2 separate regions of the Rattus norvegicus genome follow, and region 1 is linked to region 2. Evidence: chromatin contacts called from public Hi-C data. All regions are on one chromosome and are shown on one strand. The core of a region is the stretch at or near the end of the contact, and the rest is flanking DNA. Distances in the headings are between cores, read along the strand shown. Region 1 holds the start of Cyp24a1 (cytochrome P450, family 24, subfamily a, polypeptide 1). Region 2 has its middle 33 kb from the start of Bcas1.

Region 1 (6,664 bases), core at 3,000-5,499, 37 kb before region 2:
ATAGTGACCTCCAGTGTCGTGAATGAGGAAACTGGACTCAGAGAAACCATCTTCCCAAGCCCACACAGCCAGTAAAGAGTGGAGACACTGTTTCAACCCAGAGGCGCCCAGAAGAGCGTCTGCAGGCTTTACCAATAACTTCCTCAGAAAACAAAAGATGCGTTGTTACTAAACTCTCTGGGTTTTGCTGGGGAAGGAGGAAAGAATCAATAATCAATTGCCTATTATTTGCTCACTGGGCGCTTTTCAACATAATCAGTATGCATCGTGTGGTCTGGGAAAGATAGTCGCTTACAATTTCAAGGAGATTTAAGTAATTGGGAGGAAACACTGAGGGGAAGAAGCCATGAAGATTATGGCTTTAGGGGAGAGGGGATGGGAAGAGGGGCTGTGTGAGAGGGGGCCTTTTTTTTTTACTGGTTTTCTTTGTTTTAATTCACTGTAGAGTTTACTGAATCAAACTCTATGACTTCAGCTCTTTGCAAGGCCCGGGCAAGGTTGAGGGTTGCAAGGCTGAGCCCAGCCTAAGCAACTCGGTGAGACCCTGTCTCAAAATAAGTCTCTAGGGATTCCACGGGAGGGTGGTTCTCTGGTGATCACAGGGCTCTTGGTTAGCACCACAGACTCACAAACCGCACCTATTTAGTTGAGCACGGAGATCCTGACTGAAACACCCGCCTTGGGGTTGGGGATTTAGCTCAGTGGTAGAGCGCTTGCCTAGCAAGTGCAAGGCTCTGGGTTCGGTCCCCAGCTCTGGAAAAAAAAGAAAAGAAAAGAAAAGAAAAAAAGGAAAGAAAAGAAAAACACCTGCCTTCTGGGTAGCTTCATTGCTCATGCGTGCAATGCATGAGCGCTGCAAGGTAAGTTCTCTCGCATCTCACTCTGCTACAGACGTTCTGCGGCGTCCTCCCAGGAGCCTGTGTTGGTACTCTCCCCATTTCCGTGATGTGTTGAGTGTGGCTGTGAGGTTGGTTCCACCACCTTCTGCTCAAGAAATGAAAAGTCAGCCCTCCGATTTCCCACAATCGAAAAGCGGCTCTCACCCTAGGTCAGCCAAGGTTTGAGGCTCAAAATTATATTAGCAGTCCATATATTTGAAAGGGCTTTGTGTTTCCCAGTACAGAAGATCAAAATCAAGCACTTGCCCTCCAACAGGTTCCATTCTACACACACACACACACACACACAGAGAGAGAGAGAGAGAGAGAGAGAAAGAGAGAGAGAGAGAGAGAGAGAGAGAGAGAGAGAGAGAGAGAGAGAGAGAGTCGTGTGTGGTTGCATAGTAGAAAGGCTAGGGTCTAATTAATCTTTGCAGGAGTTGGGTAGGATTTCCCAGAACAGCAGAGGTGGCCTGGGCTGGTCTTGGGAGTGGGATTGGCACTTAGGAGCCATGTCCAGACCTTTCATTAGGAATTCCTAAAGCTTCCTTGGATGCTCACAGAGGCTATGGAAGGAGGGGGGCACCAGGCCAAGGCAAGAAGGTTACGTTCCAAGTATGCTCAACATAGTCATTTTGGTGTTCTGAACTCTTCTAGGACTGATGAATGTTCTACCCAATGGACTTCCAATAAACTTCATGATGAGACTTGGGACTCTCTCCAGTGAACGCAAGACATGGACTTAGATGAAATGGGAGTTTTCTTATTTACTTCTATGTATACCTTAGCTAATAACATCCGTACTTCTGATTATCCATTTGTCATACACGATGAGATCTAGTGCTAGCATTCCGTGTGGCACATGAGTTTAATCCCAGCACTCAGGAGGCAGAGGCAGGCAGGTCTTTGAGAGTTCAAGACCAACCTGGCCAACATAGCAAGTTCCAGGACAGCCAGGGCTACATGGTGAGACCCTGTCTCAAAAACAAAGCAAACAAAAAAACGTTTAACGCTAAACTCCCAGGAAAATCCACTTCATCTGAAACCTGCCTCCTTCTTGATCACACAAAACAAAAAAGAAAAAGGAAAAGAAGTAGTAACCCCATGGCTGAAGTAACAAGACGGTTGTCACACACCAGGCTTCACAGCATGCAGGCACAAGTGAGAAGAGATGAGGACATAAATCCTCCCTCTAGGGGGCGCAGTTTTCCCACCACCCTCAGCAGCACCACACCACCCCACCCGCTGATCCCACCCTCCTCTGGGCACATCGTCATGGAAGGAATATTTCTAGTATTCTTACATCTTCATGTTTAAGAAAAAGCGATATGACGGACCAGGCGATGTTAGACGTGACATAAACCGTCATCCAGCACTCTAGAGGTGGAAACAGGGAGGATGAGGGGTTTGAGCTAGCCTGGTCTATGGGGCTCTCTCCGTCTCAAGAGAGCGATAGTCTATGGATGTCTATGCTAAAGAGTCAGGCTGGGTCAGAAACTGGGGGGTGGGGGGGTTGCAAATGCCATTGGGACCACTAATGTTTGCGACAATGGACTAAGCGTTTAATTCCTTAAGTATGTGTGTGGCGCGGGGTGGGGGGGTCTTTCACATGTTTTTGACGTTGAGCTGAGGTGAAATTTGCCCCGCCCTGCCCCCACGCATATACAACAGAGAGCTGCTTTGTCTGGCTTCAGTGGGAGAGGATGTGCCTGATCCTACAGAGACTTAATACACCAGGGTGAGGGGATATGGCGGGGGGGGGGGGGGGGGCACCCTCTCAGAAGGGAAGGGGAAATGGTAGGAGGAACCCTGTGAGGGCACGCGGGGAGGCGGCAGCACTCGGGATGTAAACACATAAATAAATTATTAATAAATAAGAAGCATTGGCGTGAAATTCCTGGTTTATCACAGGCTCTCAGAAGCATAGCATGTGGTACCCTCATGCAGCTATAAGGCCTACACTGTATTACATAGAGAATAAAATGTATGCTCCACAGACACACAAAAGACTGTGTAAGCTTACAGTGTGTGTGCCGTACACACTGCAGTGCATATTGTAAAAGATCTGATGGATTTCAGCTAAATATTATTGCTTATGTGCAGCTCTTGTATTTTTTGTTTTTTGTTTTTTTTAATTAGCGCCGACCTCTTAGGGGATATTTGAAGTGACAGCGTTGGAGCACAATCACAAATCGGATTGCAGAAGCTTCTCCAGAAGCTGACAGATGTTTACGGAAGACTTTGCTATTGCTTGGGTCACGGTAACCTCAGGTCAGGTGACTGGAAAGCAGGGGAGGAAGACTCTGCCTCCTGCCAAGGTGCTGGTGGCTTTGCATTGGAAAAGCGGGAAACAATATGAATCACTTTGAGTCAGCCGAGACCAATTTCCTTTCCAGAATTGGGAAAGCGAGCTCTGTTCTATCCGGCCGCAAAAGCAGGAGTGCGACTGTGGATAACCCTGCCTGCTTTAGGTGGGCTTTAGGGAGAAAGTGGGGCGCTTGGGAAGCTGTGCGTGCCTCTGCTCTGTGCAGGGTGGGCGGTGCGCAAGAAGGAAAGGCCCGAGGGACCTGTGGGAAACAGTCTAAAGGAAACTGAGCTATGCCCTGTAGGCATTGCACAGTCTCCTGAAGAACTAAGGCCACTAGTATCCTTTATTGAGGACACACACCTGTGTAGACCTTACATGCGTTCATTTATTCGATTCCCTAACAAGTCAACCCGAAGCATCGAGGAATCTGGTAAGGAAATTCTGCAAACCGCATTGGGCTTTCTTGCCTAATTTAAGACCCAAGGTAAGAAGATTATTTCCTCTCCCCCTCCCCTCTTTTTGGTATAGCCTAGTAAGTTTCAAGTCCTCTCTTCCTTCAGAAGCTCAAAAAGGCAACTTTCATCCAAGGGAAGTCTGGCTCAGGCTGCGAAAACCTGTCTCCCAGGATATTGGAAGGCGGACACTCTCCACTTGCTTGGCAAGCGCGGGCGGCCTTCCGCGCTGTCCTCAGGGACCTTGCCCGCCCTGCATGGCGATTGTGCAAGCGCAGCTTTGGGCTCCTGCAAGGCCAGCTGCAGCCTGCAGGAGGAGGGCGAGGAGGCGTGCTCGCAGCGCACCCGCTGAACCCTGGGCTCGACCCGCCTTTCTCAGGTTATCTCCGGGGTGGAGTCCACCGGTGCGTCTGCCGGGCCAGCAGCGTGTCGGTCACCGAGGCCCCGGCGCCCTCACTCACCTCGCTGACTCCATCCTCTTCCCACACCCGCCCCCCGCGTCCCTCCCAGCCGGTCCCCCTCCGCCCTGCTCAGCGTGCTCATTGGCCACTCCAGCATGCCCTGCTTCCATAAATACGAGGTCCCTATGCCTGGAATCTTGGGGAGGTACAACGAGGTACATCAAACCTGGCGGCATCCCTTCGACCCTCCTTGATTCCCCCGTGGCTTTAGGCCTTAGAAGTCTAATTTGCAGACTCTCCCCATAGCTGCCAACCCCGGCCTCTCTTCCCCAGCCCCTGTGGCCAGCTCAGGGCAGAAACCAGCGCCCTAAGCACCTTGCAGCATCCCGGGCATCTGCTTCTTCGAAGTCCCTCCTGTTGTACCCCATTTCGCCACACCCGGGGGTTCTGATTGCCTTTCTTCCCCAAACCGCCAAAACTTCAGAACCCAGCAACTCTTCCTAAACACCTTACCCGTTCCAGCCCCTGCTGAGTCCCACGGGTCGCCTGCTACTATGAGCTGCCCCATTGACAAACGGCGCACCCTGATCGCTTTTCTGCGCCGACTGCGCGACCTGGGACAGCCCCCAAGGTCGGTGACATCCAAGGCGAGCGCTTCCCGCGCTCCAAAAGAGGTGCCCCTCTGCCCGCTGATGACAGACGGTGAGACTCGAAACGTCACCTCCTTGCCTGGGCCCACCAACTGGCCACTGCTAGGGAGTCTACTGGAGATTTTTTGGAAAGGTGGCCTGAAGAAACAGCACGACACGCTGGTAAATAGTTTGTTTCCTATTCCCGTATTGTCCCCTGTTCCCTATTCCTTCCCATCGGGGCGGCAGGGCGAGCTTAGGTGATCCGTCAGCAGCGCAAGGCAGAGCGCCCTGGGCACCAGAGGATGCGCGCTGATGGCATTTGGCCCGCCCCGCTGCAGGCAGAGTACCACAAGAAGTATGGCCAGATTTTCCGGATGAAGCTGGGCTCCTTCGACTCCGTGCATCTGGGCTCGCCGAGCCTGCTGGAAGCTCTGTACCGCACAGAGAGCGCGCATCCCCAGCGACTGGAGATCAAACCTTGGAAAGCCTATCGCGACCACAGGAACGAAGCCTACGGGTTGATGATCCTGTGAGTCCCTTCTGCTGGGTGGAGGCGGTGGGGGGCTGGGCGTGCGGGACAATAGGAGAGGGGAGTGGTTAGAGTTCCTAGGAGTTTTCTTATGCAGAACGAACACAAAACCCCTGCTCTACCTAGAGCCTGCACAATCCTGAAATTGTGCTGTAGAGAGTGGGTTCCTCTCACAAGCCATCCAGTGAAGGGATTGCACGCATGCCCGCCTCCCCCAACAGGACACATCAAAAGCACCAAGCCCCTTTTATTTGGGCTTCACCTTCTGGGTGCCATCCTGGGCAAGATTTAACCCTAACGTCAAACCAAATATCTTAACGTTGTTTGACAACTTCATACGCGTTTATAATGTATTTCCGGTCGCTTTCATCACCCCATGCCCTCTCTGATTCCCCCTCCCACTCCCACTGAGATTCTCCCTCATCCCAATAACTCTCCTATTATCATGTCGTTTTTATTTGTGTTTCTGACTCTCTGAAGTTGCTGTCATGACCTCGGGTGGGGGCTATTTAGAGCACAGGCAACTTGGGAGCCTACACTACTGGTGAAAATTGACTACCCCTTCCATTAACCGCCATAAGCCATCAATCAGCTCACAGAGAGACACTGTGAGCCTCTCTCCGGTCAGTGATGGCTGAGATCCGTGAGAATTCGTTGAGAGCTAAGATTCCTGAGACCTTTCTAGGCGATCTTCGGGGTTCGTTTTTTTGCGCAGCTTCTTTTGCGAGGCTCTAAGCACAGCCCTTCTCTGCAGGGAAGGACAGGAGTGGCAAAGGGTCCGCAGCGCCTTCCAGAAGAAACTCATGAAGCCCGTGGAGATCATGAAGCTGGACAAGAAAATCAATGAGGTTTGCGCACTGGGGCCAGCTTTTCTGGGGCTCTCTGCGACGGAGAGCTGTTAACGGGGCGGGGGGTGGGACTTTAGGTCACAGCTCTAAAGTACAAAGGGAGAAGAATTGTGGATCGTGGGGGTTTCAAGCGGTTGCTGTGTCTCTCCGTCCGTCATTCCTTCCTTTTCTCCCAAACTCATCTGCTCCAAACCCTTCTAAAGTTCCCCCGGAGGGAACAGTTACAGGTTGCACTGGCGGTTCCATAGCCTCGCACCAGCTACCAGTGAGATCCAGCGGTGTTATTTACCTTTTCCAAGACGGTCTCCCAGGCTTTAGACCCCTTAGTCTACAATACTAATGAGATGATGCTTCTAAAGGACCTGGGCGGCAATATTTGAGGGGGAGGGGGCTTGGGGGGTTGCAGTCGGGATAGGAGAACAGAGGCAAAGAATCTGGGTGGGAGGGGTGGGAGGAGGAGCCGAGGGAGGGGCGGTTCCTGTAGAGAACGGTCTTCTGAAAACGGAGAGAAACGAAACGTCAGGATGCATCCAGAGATTTTGGATTCCATACTAATGAATGAATCTGAAAAGATTCCGGACAATGGGCAGACCTTACCCTTAAGAATGACTTTATG
Region 2 (6,685 bases), core at 120-2,619:
TTGAAGAGACTATTTTAGGTTTGACTGGATTTTGGTCTTGATAGAAAATCCCATGGAAAATTACAGAAAAATACTCAGCTCTATTCTAGGAACCTGAGGTCAGATGCCTCAGGCTCTTAACTCCTGTTAAATCACTTGCTCGTGCGAAACCTCCCCTTACAGCTGTGGAGTGAGAAATCAGGCTATGATTTTTGCTTTTAAAACACACACACACACACACACACACACACACACACACACACACACACACACACAGAGCTCCCAGGGACTAAGGCCATCCCAAGAGTACACAGGGATGGACCTAGGGTTCCAGCCTCATATGTAGCAGAGGAGGGCCTTGTCGGGCATCATGGGAGGAGAGGCCCTTGGTCCTGTCAAAGTTCGATGCCCCAGTGTAGGGGAATGTCAGGGCAGAGAGGTGGGAGGGAGTGGGGGGAGCACTCTCATAGAAGCAGGGGGAGATAGCAGGTTTCTGGAGGGGAAACTGGGAAAAGGGATAACATTTGAACTGTGAATAAAAAACATCCAATAAAAGAAAAAATGTTGGGGAAAAAAACCCTTACTGTAAACACTCAGTGCTACACTTGGGTCCCAAATACCTGAGTGTAGTCCCAGCTGGCTGGAATAAGACTTTCAGGTGTCTGTAAGCCTTGTCTGAGTGGTCATCTCCTCGGGCTCGCCATAACTAGGGAAGATAAGGAGATCAGTGCTCAGCTGAGCTTTTGTGGGCTTAAGCATTTCTGCGGAGTGCTAGATTTTCTGGTCTGGACTCTCGTTTCTAAACAGGTAATCCCAACAACCGGAGAGAGTAAAGCCAGTTGGGGAGGCAGACTGCAAAGTCAAGAACTGCCTGAGCTCAAGGTCAGACTGAGCAACTTTGAGACCCATTCTTGGAGCAGAATGAAAAGCAGGGCTGAGATGCCCTTCCATAGTAGAGGGCTGCCTAGGGATGCAAAACACTACGCGGGACCTCCACTGCCAACTGATTCTGTACGGTCCCTGGCTGGCTCTGGAGATCAGCGGTAAAACCCTTGCCTTGAGCGTGAAAGGACCAGATCCAAGAGTGGGTGGGGCAGAATTTTAACTGTCATGGAGCGGGCCTGAGCCCTGCAAGCCCCCAGGTACCCCACAGTTCATCTGTCCGTGGGTCCTACGTTTCTAGTATGAAATCTGACCCACAAGTTCCCGCTTGACTCTGAAACTCCATTCACTTTTTTTTTCATTCACCCAAGATAATTAGGATCTTTAATACCTAACCTCAAACTAGGACTGAACTTTAGTCTCAGGAAGGCTGCTAAAGACGGCAACTCCCAAACAGAGCGCTGCAGGGGGTGGACCTGTCAGCTATCGCCTGCTGAACCACAGTACCTTTGGTTCATCCAGGAGTCACTGGGTTCACATATTGCAAAACCAGACCTGAGACACTGTCTTGCATCCTTCCTGGGCAAGCAAACAGCACAAACAGCTTTGAGATGCCAGGGGAGGGAGGGAGAGACACCCACCAGCTAGAACATTCTTCCAGATGACTACTGAGAATCATGGGTAACGAGGCAGTCAAGATGTTGAGAGTTATCTTTCCTTACTATTTTAATATTTTCCTAAAACATGAAGAATAGAAAAACGCAAGAAATCACAGGGTTAGTAGGTCCGTACGTTTGGTGTCTATGCTGCAGGTGTGTTTGGGGAAGCAGAGCAGGGGAAGAGCATCACTCTTGGTGGTGCGCGCGCCAACATTCTAGAGTGAGATGCATGTTCTTCTCACGGCTGATTCGTGAAGTCAGCAGGATGGGCAGGAAGTGGGAGAGATGGGGAACAACCCCAAAGCCCCACGTGGTGCCAGAAACTGCACGTCTCCTCGCCGTCTCTCAGTGGTGCGTGTGACCCACCTGAGAGACGGACCCACCTCCATGAAGTTAAACAGCTATATGTACAGGCTAGGGTTTGAACACCAAAAGGCGCTGATGCACAGGAACTACAGGGGCTGTGGCAGAGTCACCGTCTCACACCAAGGAAAGAAGCCCATAGACCCATCCACAGTCCGGGTGAGCTGTAAGAGCCTTGCCACTGCTGGCCTCTGGGGGGCTCTTTCACTTCCGGTTTCTAAATGGCGCACACATCCACTGAGGGCTAGCCCAGTCAGGAAAGAGAGGAGAGGAATTCAGAGGGATACAGACCTTCCTGAGTTAGTTAACCTGGGAAATCTGTCATCCATGAAAGATGTGTCTGCCCCTGACCACAAAAACCTCTGAAGGGATGTATTTTTACATTCTCCCATCCAACCACTCCACTCCACAAACACCGAGCGACACTTCCGGGGCCCAGGGAGACACTGGGGACTGCAACAGTCACAAATCTCTGAAACATCCCGGATACTGATCTCCCCGATTCTTTCCCGCTCCGCTGATTTCTCTACAAAGTTGTAGCAGATGTTTTAAAATCCGGATTAGGCCAGGCATGGTGGCGCGCAACTTTCAGCCCAGCACGTGGGAAGCGATACCAGCAGAGCTTTGTGAGTCTGAGGCATCGGGTGAGCATAGACACACACACACACACACACACACACACACACACACACACACACACACCCTTACATGTCTTAAAATGTAACTTATGGGCTCCTACATAAACGCTCGTGGAGTATATCTATCTCTGAGGTGTGGGGCCAGGCTAGTGCATCTCAGTGGGCTCGCCAGGGAGAAGCAGGCTTAATAACGTCTGCCCTCTGTGCACTGCACGTGTAGGCAGTGACGGTGCTCATGCACTGGTGGTGCATGTCTGAAGCCTCAGCTCTTGGGTAGAGGGAGAAAGAGCTCCAGGCCAGCCTGGGTTACATAGGGAATCCCTTTTTGGAGACACACAGGGAAATCTGTCAAGAGCCTGAATTCTCCGGTAGGCATCGTCACAACAGTAAAATGTTACATGAACTAGTGAGGCGGAATGAGTTAACTGCCACGGTTCCATCAGGGAGAATAATCGCTCTCTATCCCTCCCGGCGTCCTCCCAATGGCTGTGATATAAAGGACCCCCAAACTGTCCACCTTCCATGAGTCTTTGCCTGCTAAGTCCCGTGCGTGGCATTTCACAACATGCTGACCCTGAAGAGCCGGCAATGCTCTCCCCAAGGGGACCGCCCCGGGATGACTTACACACCTGCTGAGTCATCACCTGGGATTCGCTCCTGTTGACACTACGCTTCGAACTCGGTGCCCTGTGTCCTCCTCTGCTGAAGTCACACTTTAACTGGGAAGTCACTCCCTGACCTCTCTCAGTAGGTCAGGGACCTCTGTACACACTTCACTTCCTCTAAGCTAGAACGGGCTGCTGATTCATTGATGAGGGCTGCAGGGAGCAGATGAGTGGCAGGTGATTGGCCGCAGGAGATGCCACGGACTCCATCTCTGAGTTCTGCTCCCAGATGCTCCTTTGGCCTCTGAAATGTGGGTTCTCAAAGGCACGGGGCCACCTGGGGGCTGATGAGATACCAAATGCCACCCGGCCTGTGTGGCAACCCTCACTTCTAAACCTAGAAATGAAGTCTCAGTTCTGCGATCCGGATTCTGTGAAACCAAAACATTTTTCGAAAGGAAAGGAAGTTTAGAACTGCCCCCCAGAATGCTCCAGAAGGTACAAAAGGTCAAGAAAAACTCAGGAGGTGGGGTGCGTGCCTTTAATTCCAGCACTCAGGAGACAGAAGCAGGAGGATTCCTGCCTGTCCAAGGCCTGTCTGAGGTGCACAGATAGACCCTGTCTCAAAAGCAAGCCAAAGAAAACAAAGGTCCAGAGGCCCACAGGGTAAGAGCGCCATTAGGCAACCACAAAGACCAGAGTTCAGTAACAAGCTTGGGGTCTCACGCACACCCGGAATCTCAGGTCTGGGGGAGCAGAGACAAGAGGATTACTCAGTCCCTGTCCCAAAGGAACCAGTGGAGGATGACAGAGGGGACATCCTCTTCTGTGCCTGCTCACACATGTGCACATACACACATAAAGTATAAATTAAAGGGGACGCGCGCGCGCACACACACACACACACACACACACACACACACAAACACACACAAAGACAAAAAGCAAATCACAAAACAGGATTTTTTCTTTCTTTCTTTTGAGGTGGGATGGGTTGGGAGGTGGGGAGCACACGGGTTGAAGACGGTTTCTCTGTGTAGCCTTGGCTATCTAGGAACTCACTTTATGGACTAGGTTGGCCTTGAACTCACAGAGATCGAACTGCCCCTACCTCCCAAGTGCTGGGATTGAAGCTGTGCACCTCCACACCTGACTATAACACAGGTCATTTTACAGATAAGAAATGTTTCCAGCGTCCGGAAAAGCAGTGGTCATCCATCTGACTTATTCAGACTTTCACAGTTCAGCACTTCAGTGAGAAACAAAATACTCCAGATGTGTTTGCGGACCCTGGCTTCCCGTGAACAAGCCCTTGCCCTCACCTCCCTCTCCGAGGCTACACCCACCCTGACGCCAGACCGTGGTGCTCAGCCTTAGATGATACTGCGTCAAATCAATGAGCTCAGAATATGACCGGGACCTGGCATTGTCTGTGAGCTTCATTCAACATGTCTTCCTGCGGTTTGGTTTTTTGGTTTTTTTTGTTTTTGTTTTTGTTTTTGTTTTCCTTTCTTTTTTTCAGAGCTGGGGACCGAACTCAGGGCCTCTACCACTGAGCTAAATCCCCAACCCCTGCAGTTTGGTTTTTAATTCGGCATCTCATTTTGACAACGTCACCCCGCTCATATGTCACCGAGCTTCAGTTGATTTTAACTTTTTAATTTGAACGTAATATCAGCTGAGTGACTTATCCCTGCTGTTTAACCGTTATCTTCTTGCTGGATGTTCAGGTGATGTCTGCCTTTTCTAGATCAAATTGTCATGTCCTATATACTCCTGCCTGTGTCCCTCGTGTGTGTCTGTGAGTACCCTGCCAGGTCACTGGGGGACTCTCGAAGGTCATGGGCACACGATGCCTCTGTAAAAGCTCACCAGGTAACTCTGCACCACGGTCACGGCATTTGCTGTCTGCATTAGTATTCTATGAGAGCTTAGGTCTTGGTATCCATGGTATAGCTCAGAGTGTGTTATTAACATGCATAAAGGCCTAGGTTCCCTCCTCTGCACCAGATTAAACTGGCCATGAGTGGGCTATACCTGCTACCCCGGCACCCGGGAGGTAAAGACAGAAGGATTAGAAGTTCAAAGTCATCCTACATTAAGCAGAAATTTTGAGGTCAGCACAGGCTACGTGAAACTCTGTCTCAAAACACAAAAAGAGTTCTGCTATTTTTGTCCCTCTGTCATGGGTGTGCCCTGGGGTAAGCCCTGGGGTGTGCTGCAGAACCCCCATGCCTCGCCTTCCTCCCCTGGCATCGACACCCCTGACGCCATCTCTGGCACGCACACCTGGACCTCAATAAGCGGGTTTGTCATGTACCTGGTGACCCGCTACCTGGAGGGCGTTCCTGGACTCTCCACCTGGCTTTGACCTCAGTGCCCCAACTGACACCTGGCATCGCCCCCACAGCAAACAAGCGCTGAGAGGGGAACTTTGTAACACTATCAGTCTAAACTAATCACAGGCGGGGTCACTCTCCACAGTCGGTGACCACAGTGACCTGGAGGAACAACTGTCCCCAAACCTCAATGACCCCAACCGGGGATGCCCCCTGCTCCTCAAGGAGGCAACACCCATGACTGATAAGTGTTAGCTGAGTCTGGGCCGTGCGCCTGCTCAGGGAGCACAGGCTGTTGCCGCAGGTCAAAGGTCAAGTGCTTTCAGAAGTCACTCCTAGATCATTCAATGATATCTGTTTACCCGCTCTTCTTTCGACTGCACCCAAAGATGCAGACCACCCTGTGAGACTGCGGCCCCATTTGCCACAGTAGGACACATCTGGCTCAGGGGGACGTCCCTCTCATCAGCTTCGCAGCCCCTGAGGATTGTGATGGGGTTTTGCTACCACTCAACGAGAAGAAACTGCCTTGGGGGAGAACAGAATTTAGTGAGCGCATCTGAGACCACGCGATGAGTTAAACACAAGAGAAAAAAGCGGGAGGCTGAGCTCTAGGTGTCTCCTGTGTCCTTGTGTGTCCTGAGGATGGGAGGGTTCCCCTTTACAGTTCAGTGTCTCTGAAGCTGCAGCAATGTGGACTGTTGGTTCCACCCCACGGTTGCCTGGCAACAGCCAGGCGTGCCTGACTCACTATAAAAGGGGCTGCTTGCCCCCTCCTCTCTCTCTCTCCGTCCCTTCTCTCCCCATTCCCCTCACTCTCTCTTTCCATGTGTTCATAAGGGGCTTCTACTCCTCTCTTCCACACTTCTCTCTCTCTGTCTGTCTGACTCTCTCTCTCTCTCTCTCTCTCTCTCTCTCTCTCTCTCTGCCTTTCTCTGTCTCTACCCCCTCAACTCCCCTCCCCATGCCCTACATAAACTCAATTCTGTACTATATGCTGTGTGGCTGGTCCCTCAGGTGGAAGGGATACTTCAGCACGGGCCACCAGAGATGCCCCTTCCACCTCACTGTACCAGGCCTCTACCAAACACATTCCTGGCTCCCTTTCCTTTTTATAAACAAAAGAAAGATCAGGGAGCTAAGAATGTCCTCTCTCCGTATCATTCGCCTTGCTGCCAACACCCCCACTTTCAGGCTTGTAAAGGGACCATAAAGAGAAA

What was found. Hi-C and Micro-C count contacts between places; a contact is called where the count stands out from the background.
Region 1: a contact with region 2 is called in a Hi-C map of kidney, with 3 times the contacts expected there. The contact joins the promoter of Cyp24a1 here to the enhancer-like site in region 2. A contact is called at or near these places in 11 of 12 Hi-C or Micro-C datasets (the A7r5 cell line, Schwann cells, frontal cortex and 6 more).

The regions. Positions count from the first base shown.
Region 1 is chr3:179,706,668-179,713,331 of GRCr8, reverse strand. Cyp24a1 (cytochrome P450, family 24, subfamily a, polypeptide 1) reads left to right here and starts at 4,249. Exons shown (of 12, transcript NM_201635.3): 1 at 4,249-4,851; 2 at 5,010-5,200; 3 at 5,955-6,048. The coding sequence starts at 4,594.
Region 2 is chr3:179,667,130-179,673,814 of GRCr8, reverse strand. No RefSeq gene overlaps it. Among named protein-coding and RNA genes, the nearest start is that of Bcas1, 33 kb to the right of the region's middle. Within about 2 kb of position 1,369, at least 1 of the 93 cell types and tissues checked has an H3K27ac peak or open chromatin away from gene starts, as enhancers often do. A contact at or near this core is called in kidney, where this site is marked.